2 separate regions of the Cricetulus griseus genome follow, and region 2 is linked to region 1. Evidence: chromatin contacts called from public Hi-C data. All regions are on one chromosome and are shown on one strand. The core of a region is the stretch at or near the end of the contact, and the rest is flanking DNA. Distances in the headings are between cores, read along the strand shown.

The links. Hi-C and Micro-C count contacts between places; a contact is called where the count stands out from the background.
Region 2: a Hi-C map of fibroblasts shows a contact between it and region 1, with 3 times the contacts expected there. The contact joins the promoter of Chsy1 here to the promoter of Lrrk1 in region 1. A contact is called at or near these places in 2 of 8 Hi-C or Micro-C datasets (the CHO-K1 cell line and fibroblasts).

Annotation. Positions count from the first base shown.
Region 1 is chr3:130,861,784-130,868,550 of CriGri-PICRH-1.0, reverse strand. It overlaps Lrrk1 (leucine-rich repeat serine/threonine-protein kinase 1), which reads right to left and starts at 3,158. Exons shown (of 34, transcript XM_027408101.2): 1 at 2,580-3,158.
Region 2 is chr3:131,168,841-131,175,607 of CriGri-PICRH-1.0, reverse strand. Chsy1 (chondroitin sulfate synthase 1) reads left to right here and starts at 3,046. Exons shown (of 3, transcript XM_027408100.2): 1 at 3,046-3,399. The coding sequence starts at 3,083.

The DNA of each region.
Region 1 (6,767 bases), core at 1,909-4,408:
TGAGCCCCATCAGGGAAGCTAGGGGCAGTGGCCTGGTGCTGTGGGGTACGGCTAGAATGAAAGGAAAGGAGAGAGTACTGAATACTCCATGAAGAGGAGGGACGAATCCCATGAAGTCATTAAGAGTGTATGCCCACCATCTTGCCTAGGGGAAACCCCACTGGTATCATTCTGCTAAGGGGGCATAGCAATAAAATGGCTCCCAATGACACATGGCTTTACCCACAAAGCAGCACATAGCTCAACCCAAGTCAGAGAAGCTTCTTCTTGCAATAGATGGGAATTAACACAGAGACCCAAAACTAGTCAGTGCAGAGAGTATAGGACTTTGGAGCACCCAGTCCTACATGGGGTGTCTTTGTCATACCCCTCCCCTCAATGCTCAGGGATCTATGGGGAAGAGGAGATGGAAAGATTGTAACGTGTAGTAAATGACTCCAAGGAAACAGCATTTTTGAAACACAACAGAGCTGAGGCACACGTGAGCTTATAGAGACTGTGGCCACGTGCACAGGGTCTGCACAGGTGTAAACCAGACAGAAATCCCAGCCCTGAGAAGGGGAAGTGGGCAACAAGTCCTACCTCTAAACCAAGAAGCTATTTGCAATTGTGATAGCTGCTGGAATAGGGAAAACCACTTTTAGCCCCTGCCCAGGCGCAGTGGATCAACACATAGCAGACTCCATGGTTTTTTTGTGTTTGTTTATTTGTTTGTTTGCTTGCTTAATTTAGTGTTTTGTTTGGGTTTTGATAGAAAGAATATAAAGTTGGGTGGGTAGGGGGGAGAAGGATATGGGAGGAGTTGGGGTGGAAGAAATAGTATGACAAATGTATAAATAATTTTAAAGAATAAATATTGAAACAAAGAATGTCTATATCCTGTGTCACCGTGCCTGCAGCTAGAGAAGACAGAAGGGGTTGTGATCATTTATAGCAGAGACAGGGCAATTTGGACTGTGGAGGAGGCTATGGGAAGAAAAGAATGGACCAGGATACCTTTGGGGGAATGGAGCCAACAAGACAGTAGACTAGACTGAGAAATGAAGACAATTTCTAGGGTTCTTATTTTTAATTCTCTCTCTCTCCTCTGTGGTGTGTGTGTGTGTGTGTGTGTGTGTGTGAAACATAGGACAACCTCTGGTGTTGGTCTTTGCTTTACACCATGTCTGAGACTCCCACTGTTTTCTTCACTGTTGCCCATGCTGAGCTAGCTGCCCCCGGGAGTTTCCAGGAAGTCTCCTCTGCACCTCTCATGCTGGCATTACAGATGCTGGCATTACAGCCTTTACCACATGGGGCTTTATGCAGATTTTGAATCTGAATTCAGATCCTTACACTTGACCAGCAGGTGCTTTACATACTGAGCCATCTCCCCAGCTGGTTTGGTATTATTATTATTGTTATTACTATCACTATTATTATATCTAAGCTATTAAGGAGATGTAGAAGTCTGGGTGGAGAAAAGGCTTCCATTAGGGACAAATTAGGTGTTAGTATGCTGGTTTTGCTTTGTTTTGTTTTGTTTTTTTTCTGGAACATGAGCGAAGACAATGAAAAACAAAGAGTTGAATACTAAGGTTTTTCAAAATGTGCAAATTGTAACCCCTTCAATGCTACTACGCGAGTGACCAACTCATTCAAAAAGGAGAGTATTTGGTGAGAGTATGCTAAAAACATAGCTCTTACGACCCGTTATCTCGCTTCAGTCTTTGCAGGGGTGAACGCATGCAAGAGAAAATCTTTAACGGTCTCAAACTATGAAAAGCCAGGCTGAACTGGCTCTTGGCATCCTTAGAGTTTCTCCATTGCTATCGTCGTTGCTACCCCTGGCTTTCCTAGGATTCCTGCCCTCGTGTTTACTGGGGACCACAGCAGGCTCATACAAAAGAGAGCACAGTTTTTCTCAGTAGCCGCAGAGAGGCGACCACTGGTCGAGAAGCGCTCCCCAGGAGTGGAGGAGGGGAAGACCTACAGGCCACCCCATACCACCCGGATGCCCAGGGCGTGAAGAGCCCGCTTGGGCGGTCGCCTCCCGCCACTGGCGTTCACGCACTCCCATGCGCACACACGTTCAGAACCCCGCTCTGGGTTAAGTCAGGCTTTCTTCAAACGCAAAAGAACTTTGTAGACGCCTTGGCGTTTCCTACTTTTGTTTCTGAACTCTGCTCCCCGCCCCCATTCCGCTCCGATCCCGCGCGGGATTTCGGGGTCCCCCGGCCCCGGGCTCCAGCACCGCACCCGCTTAACCCTTCAAGGGGCGAGGGTCGCGGTGCAGTCAGAGAAGCATCTAGGAGACCCGGGTCGCCTCGAGATCCCGGAGCCCCCAGAGCTGTGACCTGCGAGTATCCGTCCCAGGCTAGGGTCCGGAGCACGGGACCGCCAGAATTGCGGGGTGCCGGCCTGGGGAGAGGGGGGGGCTGCGACGCGAGACTTAGGGCGCAGGGCGCAGGGCGCAGGGCACAGGGCAGGCTGCCGCCGCTGCACGCGGGAACCTGAGCACGGGACCGGGGATCGCAGGTGAAGCTTGGCTCTCAGGCCGCTTGCTTCAGTAGTGTCCCCGGGCAGGGGACAGCACTTACCTGCGGCAGCGGGGTCGGGGCGCTACGGCCGGCGACACCAGCAGGCCGGCGACATCAACGGGCTGGGGCCTGCAGGTCCCGCCGTGCTCTACCCTGAGAGGCTCTGGCCGCCACGGGGCCAGACACACTTCCTCAATCCTGCGGCCGCCTGGCGGGCGGAGAGGGCGGGTGGCGCGGAAGCAGGGCCGGGCCAGAGGGTCGGCTGCCCCCGGCCTCCGCATACGAGGGCACGGTCCCTCGATGGCCTTCCTCGGTTTCCCTAGCTGCTAGATGTCGGTGACCAAGCTCACTGCTGGTGCCTGGGTGGACGCTAGGGCCCTGAGTCGTTGGAGGGTCCTCTCCGAGTTCGGATGCCCAGCTATCTTCCCTGGGTACAGGCACAGTGACAAGACTGCTCCGTTCCTTGCTTGGCCTTTCCTTCTCTGCTTTGGTAATAGACTAAAGCCTATTTTGCATGCTGGCCATATACTCTGGCTGTAAACATAAAAGGACGAGTATATTAATGTGTGTGCAGATCTCTAGGGAATAGTACAGAAACTGCTTTTTAAACGTTGGTGTTTTGCAAACTGCACCTTTTCTGCCACTAGTTAACTTAATTAGGGACATTTGCAAAGTTAATACTAGTTGGTAAATGATTTTAGATTTTTGGCTTCTGGGTTAGCTGGGACTACAGGCACATGACACATGTCCTGTCTGATTGTGATGGTGAGATGTAAAACATGATGCAATGTTGATATGCGATGTTGATGCCACTGAGGGTAATAACCAAACGCAGGCTAAACACTCATGGCTAATTAAGCCGCCAGCAGGCTTCTGATGCGGCTCTGATTTTCTCTGAGAAAGGACAGTCCTTTGCAGAAAAGTGGTTCTGCCTCCAAACGCTTCTGCGGTAAGCTAATAAGGAATATTCCCCATACAAGGTACAAAGCACATAGGCAGATGGCCATAGCCCTCTTTACCAGTTGACAGAAAGTGAGCCCCTGGAGCTACTTCAGGAGCACCGCTGCTGAAGGAGTGTTTACTTAGGGTGGTGTTTGGCAAGGAGGACTACCTTGCAGCTCTCCTATCTATGCTCTACCTTCTCTCCACCGAACACTTTTCCTGTCCTCGCCAACGAGGTCCTCAGAACAATTAGCAAGGGCAGCAGTATGACTGCTACGGAAAAGTCCCTAATAGTTTGCAGGCCTGGCCTCAGCAGTTTGAATGAGCCTTGTTTGGTGTTGCCTTCAGAGCATACATCGCTGCCACCTAGCGTTACTAGGAGGAAATCTATGCTTGGTGCCAGGACAGACACTTGAGTTGCGAATACTTAACTGTGGAAAGAAAATTTCCCCTTTAAACAAGCTTGGAAAGTTTCCCCTTTAAACAAGCTTGGAAACAGGCTAGGAAAAATGCCCAATGTAGAAAAACACATGCATGGCCTTATCCCAGCATTCAGCTTTACCCAGTAGGAGGAGTTCATTAGTCGCAATTTTGCAAAGGAGATTATTACAGCACAGTTATGATTCCTTTTCGGTTCTTTTTCATTCCCATAGACCTATGTTCTTTTTGCGTTTGCTTGCATCCCACCCAGATTTTCAGAAGTCTGAGGTTGGAATGACCATCTCCAACGGGGTTCAGCTGGTAGACCACGGTCAGAGGTAGGTGAGCTACCTACTGCTCTGAATGAACATTCCACTGAGGAGGCTAACTATTCTTCTTGTCATTTGATGTTTGTCTTTATTCAGCCAGATCCTCACTTCCTTCGGATATTCCCCCCCCAACAATGCTGTAAACACCACCACCCCCAATCTCTACCTTCGAGTGCAGTCTGCTGCATGGATTCTATTGAGGAGTGGGTGTTAGAAAGCAGCCACCCACCAAGAGGTGAAGCTGGAGCACCCCAAAGTGTCTCCTTTCAGAGAATGACCCAACCACAGCCATACAAGTGCACACATGCATGCATCCACACACCTTATACACACATACACAAACCTACTGTCTCTACAGTGGTTCTCTCTGGGCAGTCATGCTCTAATTCTTCAAACAACAAAAATGTAATTTTACATCATCTGTCTATCCATTTGGATGAGAAATGAAATATTCATAAACACAGCAACACATGCACTAGTACATACAAAGAAAGGTCTCATCCGACCTCTCCGGGGCCATTTTTAAGTGGGTGGTGCTTTTTCACCCAGGTCAGCTTTTTTTTTTTTTTTTTCTTTTTTGGTTTTTCGAGACAGGGTTTCTCTGTGCAGTTTTGGAGCCTATCCTGGCACTCGCTCTGGAGACCAGGCTGGCCTCGAACTCACAGAGATCTGCCTGCCTCTGCCTCTTGAGTGCTGGGATTAAAGGCATGCACACCAATGCCCGGCCCATTTCAGTTTTTGATGCTGAGTTCACAGTTTGATCTTTCCAGACCTACCCAAGTCCAGTGAAGGTTTCCTCTCCAGCATCATGTCAGGTCACAGCCAGGTGACTGAAGTTTCTTGGCAGTTAGAAGCCTTAAGAACTTCAGCTAAATTAAGCCCAGGCCCATAGATCATCATAGAGAAAAGTTACCAAAAAAAAAAAAAAACCAAAACAAACAAACAAAACATGGTCACTACTTGGGGACAAGATGTTTTCCCCAAATCCTCATTTTCTGTACTCAATTGTCATTGTTTTATGGTTAAAATGGGGCTTAAACTTAGCCTGTAATGCACAGGTCTGTTCAACAACCAAGACCACGGAAATGGATGTCACCATCGGGAAAAGATGCCCTGTGTGTGACAGACTAAAGGAGTATAATTTTATTATTGCCAATGCTTTATCAAAAGCCACATTACACACAAGTTTCAGAGAGAAGATTCTACCATAGAATTCAAATGCGGTTAGTTCTTCAGTGAAAGAAAAAAAGAATGTTTCTCAAATGTCCAGTTTTATTTTGTCATTGCTGAACAAGATCTGAAGTTAGGATCAGGATTTCCAGTCCAATCCATTTAAAAATCATACCACAGGGGTAAACCTGAAAGAAGTGAAATCTAACATTATATAGATTTTCATTTCTAGATACAGTATATTACAGAAGGTTAAATATACTACCTCCGTGTACTTACAGCTATAAAAAGATACATTAATGATACCAATTATAAATAATGTAACATTTCATATTAAAGGCATTATTGTACAATGGAGGAATAGCAACCCTCTAATGTACCATGGTGAAGGGTAGTTAGTGCCTAGAGTTATTGAGATACTGAAAGTTCAGTGTGTGAGGCCAAATCCCGATTTAACCTGTTACTGGTAGTGTAAGTGCTGAGGGGGAAAGAGGGTGAATGGAATAGTGCTTGTTTCTGTCAGGGCTGAGAGCTCCAGTTCATGCGTCTTATTCTTCATGCACACACTGGTTTTGATATGAGGCTTTGTTGTCAATCTTGCTCAGTCCAGCTTTAAACCTTAAGGGTAAGCATCACAGCCAATTGGAGGGGTGCGCGTTGCTGACAGTTAAAGGACCCAAACAACAGTCAACCCAATGGGGTTGCTTCTATTCTTAGGGCATTATGGGAATGGTTTTAGTTTTCCATGTTAAAACATAGAATTTGCATATCACATGGATACACCGACAAGGAAAAGAAAAATGTTAAAGTGTGAACGAAATATCCAAGTCACTTGGCTGGAGACCGGGTCCCCTATAAGATCCAGGTGTTATAAGTTAATCAATCAGAAATGAAAACCCAAACGGGACTTTACAACTACAAAGCGATGCAGTGACAGCTGTCTCTCAGTGGTGTGCACTTTACCAATCTGAAATGGGTAATGGAGCTGGAGAAAAGAAAAGGGAAGTGGGCGCACCCAATACTGAATGTGGTGGAAATGGGTAATTTGCAAAAGTGAATAAAGGCTCCAAGTGTCAAATGTACTGCTCGATTGCCTAGGGTTCGCTCTGCTATGGTAGTTCTTAAATGACTCGTCAGTGGCAAAGGTGACACTAAGGATGCTCTCTGACTAAGAAGGACCTTAGTTATGGCTGACCATCTCATAACTACAGGGCAAACTCTTTGGGATGCTGATTTGGTCATTACAAAGTCAGGGTTGTTTTCAAGGTGAATCCCATGGTCAGTGTCAATATGCGGCCTTCTGGGCCGGCACCCCCACAGACCAAAGACTTCTGGAGCCTTTCCTTGGCATGTGTTTCCCCTAAACTTCCCACCCTGGGTCCCTGGA
Region 2 (6,767 bases), core at 1,797-4,296, 310 kb before region 1:
TTTAAAGAAACCCACACAGGGAACCCTGTCAGTTGTTAGAGGCATGCTGCCAACAAACAATTGAGATATTTACTGAAGGTTTCCAAGAAATTGCGGCAAATCATATGAAATGTTATACCTGTTTTAAACAGGCAATCAATGTATTAGCAGCAGAAAAAAATGTAATATGTGAGAGAACAAAGCTGCAATTAACAAGAAAATGTAATGTAGGCAGAGATCAGTTTTAATGATGTCATAAGGAATTGCACTCAGGCAAATATTAAAGTCAGTGAGCTGTCACTTCTGAGTAAATTTTGAACCATTAGTCTAGAACCCTTCATGCGCTCCAGCCAGTGAAAGACCAACATAGAAACAAGGGACTGTCATATTCTGAGACTCTGAGCTTGGCCAAGTAGGGACTCAGTGTAGAACTCATATCCCATTCCAGGATAAACGTGTGTCCAACATGAGCCCCTGCTCCAATGGGATGTGAGCCACCAACAGTCTACAAGAAGGGGCTAGCGAGGTGGCTTAGCAGGGAAAGGTGCTTGCCACCAAGCCTGATGACTTAAAGTCCCATTGTCAGGCCCCACGTGGTGGGAAGAGAGAACTGACTCCTGAAAGTTGTCCTCTGGCCTCCACATGTGTTCCATACCATGAACATAAACACACACAGAGACACATGCTAAATAAATGTAATAACCTTAAGTCTACAAGGAGCAACTTCAGCACATAGCTTCTCTGTTCATCAGGAGGTGAGGTGGGTGAGGGTGTTGACTTGGGAACTGAGGGACTTCTAGGAAGCAGGGAACAGGGAACAAGATGTTCAACATTCTCAGCATATTCCCATCACACAGTTCTGTCTTTTCATTTGGACTTGTTTAGAAAATGTAGACATGTCTAAAGCAGTCTAGAAGATACTGAAGGCATTGACTATGTCACAGAGTTGAACATCTGTGTCTTGCCAGATTTGTACTTTATGTAAATCAGTGTGAATTATGGGGTGGCTGCTGAATTTGGGGACTCTGGTGACTTCTTGGCGTTTGTGGTTTATGGTCTTACTGGAACCTTTCTCTCTGGTTTCCCAGACTGTAATTCATGGCTGTGTGTTCTGTATTTCCCCCCAAAGATCACTGTTGGAATTCTGTCTTCACTGCATAATGAATATTTTATTCTTAGATGTGGACCATCTCCTACAGAGGGAGTCTGGGGAGGCAGGTAATGAACTATTTCTGAAATAAATCACAAGTGTCAAAAAAAGTGGCACGATCCAAAGGACCAGTAACCACCATTCAGTGGCAGAGAGGAATCTGTACCTTGCACAGCTTTGCCGTTTCAGTTGGAATATTTCAGCCTTTTGATCTATTAATCATGGAAAAGAGATCCAAGAATAGCCCCCCACCCCACAAACGCTTGTTTTCTGTCTTCTATTTGTTTGATTAAATGAGAATTTCTCAGGCTCTGGGGCCGTATTCAGAGGGTAGAATCCTGTCCTAGTACATCAGAGATTCAGGGGTTAGTGGCACCCACTAAACAAGGGTGGTGGCACCCTGGCCTGGAATTCAGGCCACTCCAGCTGCATAATCAAGACGATAAGAAGTTCAAGATAATATAATATTCACCTTCAGCTAGCTCCTGGCGCATCTGGCCTATAGAAGACTCTGTCTCAAAAAATCACTCAGGCCCAGGTAGCTACTTGGCTATTATAACCCTAACACATTGGTGACTACGATATAAAATTGGTATTTACAAACATTCATCACTCGGGTACCCTCTCTGCGGTTTTTGTTTGCTTGTTGTTGTTTTGTTTGAACAAAATGTCTAAAAGTTAAGACTGACCAAGTACAGGGGAAACTGGTACCCAACTTAAAAATCCATTCTGCGAGCCTAGCCTACTTGGTGACCTCCAAGACTGAGAAATACTGTTTCAAAAAACAAGGTGGGTGCTTCCTGAGGAACCAAACGCACGTGAGCGCACGCGAACCCCCCCCCCCACACAATCCATATGTTTTATAAATCGACTCTTTATGAATAATGAGGGATTCAGGTGAGAGGTACTATCCAGCTCCCTGCCCACTGGGACTCAATACGGGTGTTTTTATCATCTAACGTTAATTCACCCACGGCTCTTCCATATCCTTTAAGCCAGCAGAGGCAGGCGAGTCTCCCAGTTCGAGGCCGGCCATAAAATTCACGCTTCGCTGCCAGAACCGCGTGCCCCAAGCGTTCCCAGGTGAACTGTGGCTGTATTCGCTCCGGCTCCGCCCGCAGCATGGCGAGTACAAAGCTGCAGTGTGGACACGGCTGCGCTGGCCACGGAGCCGGGAGTTGGGCCTGGGGCGGGAAGGGCGTGGCGACCGGGCGCGTCTGGGGAGCCAGCCGGTCAACTCTGTCCACGTGCGGAGCCCGGCCGGGGGTGACGGGGGCGTGGCCGCGGGTAACGGGCAGCGGTGGCTGGAGTCCCGCCCGCACGGCTCTTGAGGATGCTAACCCACGCCCCTTCGGCCGGCCGCAGACTGCGGGGCGGACGCCTTTTTTTTTTTTTTTTTTTTTTTTTTTGGTTAAACTTTAGCCACGTGAACTGCCCCCCATTCACTTTTGCGCCAATCACGATGCGCGGACGGATCCCGAGAGGGGCCACGGTACGCCGCCGGCGGGCCGCTTCTTAACGCGCGGTGCGTGACGTGAGGGGCTCCTTTGCAATGGCGCGCTAAGCCGGAGGATGTGCAGCTGCAGTGGCGGCGGCGTAGGGCACCGAGAGGGCGGGCGCAGCGCGAGCCGAGCCGAGCCAGCCGGGGGACGCGAGCCGGAGGAGCCGCTGTCGCCTCGCGCCGGAGTCGCCGGCTACGCGCGCGGGGCATGGTCCCCTCTTAAAGGCGCAGGCCGCGGTGGTGCGGGCGGGCGCGCGGAACAAAGCGCCGGCGCGGGGCCTGCGGGCGGCTCGGGAGCCGCGATGGGCGCGGCGGGCCCGGCGGCCGCGGCGCTGCCCGGGCCGGGCCTGGTGGCGTTAGGGCGGGCTGGCCTCCGCGGGCGGGGGCGGCGGACTGAGGGCGCGCGGAGCCTGCGGCGGGGACAGCGGCCCGGCGGGCGGAGGGGCGCGGGCATGGCCGCGCGCGGCCGGCGCGCCTGGCTCAGCATGCTGCTCGGGCTCGTGCTGGGCTTCGTGCTGGCCTCGCGGCTCGTCCTGCCCCGCGCCTCGGAGCTGAAGCGTGTGGGCCCGCGGCGGCGCCCCAGTCCCGAGGGATGCCGGCCAGGGCAGTCGGCGTCGCAGCCCGGCGGTGCGCGAGGCGATGCGCGCGGGGCGCAGCTCTGGCCGCACAGCTCGGCCGCCGAGGGCGTCCCGCGTGACAGGAACTTTCTCTTCGTGGGAGTCATGACCGCTCAGAAATACCTGCAGACCCGCGCCGTGGCCGCCTACAGGTGAGCCCCCTTTGCGTGGACACCATCTCCTGCATCCAGCATCCCGGCGGGCGGCCGGGCGGGTTCTCAAGAGGCTTCCGTGGAAGTGCCCGCGACTGCAGGCATAGGCAGCAGGGTTTAGAGGAGAGCGAACGCTCAAGGGCAAGGCTTTGGGATTAGATGGAGTAGCCTGGCTTCTCAGGGTGTGCCTCTCACCCTGATCTCCTGCAAGACGCATAAGCTTTCTAGGTCCTGGAGTCTTTGTTAAAAGGATGAGTCTCTCCCATAAGGTGGTGGGGAAATTCAGAGCGTTGTACCTGGAATAGTGGAGGCAGAGGTTATAATTTGAGTCCCTAAAATAGGCACTTTGTCCTTGCAAAGGGAAAGCCCGCCTAAATTAACCTGACTAGGACTCTTCCGTGCCACACTTTTAAGATTTCCACAGAGTCACTCCTTTTAGTGAGAGTGCTCACTCGGGTTTGTTAAGTAGGGAGAAAGAATCTTGAGGAAAAAACAGCTAATGTGATAGATTCAGTCAATGCAAGACTACATTCTGGTGTTTCCTCACTCAGTTACAGAGGTGTATGCATGTTCGGAAGGAACTGGGCCCTAGTGAGCTAAATGAGTCATAGAAGTAGCTGCGATCATGTTCAGGATTAACAAAGGGATTAGCCAAAGTAGCCTTTAGATAGGAGATGGTTTGGGAATGGAGGACTTGGTTAGAAATGCATTTGCATTGCAGCGAATCTGAAATACAAGAGGGGTGTAGACTCAAGCGAAGGGATTTGGTGGAAACTTCGTGCCTGTGTGTGTGTGTGTGTGTGTGTGTGTGTGTGTGTGTGTGTGTGTGTGTGTGTGTAGTACAGAAACCTTTACTGTATGGCTGAAGTCTGGAATTCCTCCAGGCACGAATCAGTGACAGGAGTGGTTTCAGGGCACGAATGTTCTGGGGCTCTGATCATTTTTGAGCAAGGCTGCACTGGTTGCTGTTTGTTTTAAATTTATAACCAGTACTTTTATAACTTTAGCTTTTAAGTTCCATTCCTGGTCTAAGTTTTCAGGCAGCAGCAGATGTTGTAAGGGAACAAGCATAGCCGGATCTCTCCGTTCTTTAAGCCATGTGAGGGATTGAGGGAAAAGGTGAAAAGCCCTGGAGAGTGACCAGAGGCTGCCTCAGAATGGCTTGACCACCATTCCTGCTGCTCAAGTCAAGAGGTTGCATTTTGCCAAGAAAAGTTCTGAGTGGCCAGGGATGCTTAGAGTGCAGGTGGCTGGCTGCTTGTGTGGACTAACAGAGTAGTTTAAGAACCATTAGGTCAAAATTGTCTCCCAGATGTTCTATGATTTAGTATCTTTATCAGAAATTGAGGGCAGATGTGGTGACACAGGTCTTTAATTTCAGCAGGATCTCTGTGAGCTTCAGGATAGCCTGGTCTTCACAAATCGGTCCAGGCCAGATCTGACGAACAATGAGACCCGTCTCAAAAATAAAAAAAGAAGTCAAACAAAAAAATGAAAAGGTCCCCCTCCCTCCCATGGCTCAGTAGGTAAAGGTGATTGTTGCTAAACCTCACAACCTGAGTTTGATCTCCAGAAAGATACCACATGGTAGGAGGAGAGAGTTGACTCCCCAAAATTGTCTTCTTGACTTTCACACCTGTTCGGTCAGGTGCGTTTACCCTCCCACACAACATACACACAATAGACAAATACTTGTCCTTTTCAGTAATAAAATTAAATTGAGGACAAACCCACTAAATTGTTTCTGGTTTTGAAAATAAATCCATGAAACTGCAATTTAGTGACAGGTCACATGAAATCAAAACTCTGGAGTTTGTTGGAATGGATTATATGACTCCTAGCCCCTCCCCTGTACATTTCATGCTTATGAAGTCAGCAAACACAAATCGATATCGATCATCATGCCAGTGGTACCCAGGATGTAGTGTACACCAGTTCTGCAGTTTTGTGATTGGCCCATGGTCACCCAAAGCCCATCACAAAATGCAGTGTATGTAGTCTTTTTGGCCTCTTTTCTTTAATGTTAAGACTTTCTCATTGTCCATTTTCTTTTACGCAGTGGGGAAGTAGAAAATGCTTTCTGTTTGGTTTCTTCCTCTAACAAAGAAGGAAACGCTGCATCCACCAGTCATTTCTTCCCTGTTTTGACTTACTCTGTCTGTGATCTGAAGAAAGCACAGGAAGGTCTTCTCTTGCTGGTCAGGGTCCCTTCCCTGCCTGTCAGCCTGCAGTTAGATTGGACAGCCTTAGGGAACTTTCAGGGAAGGCCTAAATTGGGAGAGAGGTTAGTGGGTTGTAAGTTATTACTACAGTTTTACTGTTCTTTGCAGCCTGGGCTAGAAGTCCACACTGTGTTCCTAAGTTGGAACATCCATGTACAGTACTGTGTGAAAATAGCTTGATTCTTGAATCATAGAGCACAAGGTGGAGCCTGAGTTTGGAAGTGGGTGTGCTCAGTGTTGTTTCTCCTAAAAAGTAAATTTCGTTTGTTTTTTGTGTAGACTAGACTAGCTTAAACTGAACCTTCCATCCGTACTGCTAGGAATTTTGGGCATATACCACCACACTTGGCTTATTCTTCATTATATGAAAACCCCATCATTCAAGAAGTGGAGGCAGGCAGATTAGAAGTTCAAGGCCGGCCTGGCTACATGAGACTTTGTCTTTTAAAACCAAACAAAAAGATTAGATTGTTGCCTTCATCGCTCCCCTCATCCTCTGATTTAACAAAACTATTGTTTGACTTATAGATGGAGATGCTAATACTGTGATATAAGATACTAAAAATGTCAGAATTTATGCTTTGGGACTAGTAACTAGCAACTTTTTCCTTCCGAGGACTGAGATCCAGGAAGGAGCTAAGAAGATCTTGAAAACTCCAGGAAGGCATGCTTGCCTGGACTATAGTTACTTCAATGTAATGCTTTGACGGAAGAACAGCCCCATTTGTATATACTCTTACTTTGTAGACCTGCTGTACACTTAGAGTGAGGCTAGGCCCCACTGAGAGACAGATGGGCAATGATAGCTAATACCAGACACAAAACAGTTTTGAAAGTAGGCAGAATGAAACTCAAAGTATAAGCAGATAGAGACCAGCTGGAGCCAACTTGTGTTGATCCCATGATTAACTGCTGTGCTCACAGGAGCAATCCTGACTCATTACAACATTTAGGTGCACTTAGCTACAGTTCAGCCCTTTGTAAAGCAGGTGACCCCTGTGTATGGCCACATCCTGTGTGGCCCTTGTGTATCCAAAACCTGAGTCTTGAGGGCACAGCAAGACAGATCTTTGTTCTGCTAGTTCTATTAAAAAGGGCTCTAAAAGGGGTTTCAGCTAGTGATGAGAAAATAGAACAGGCTGGGCA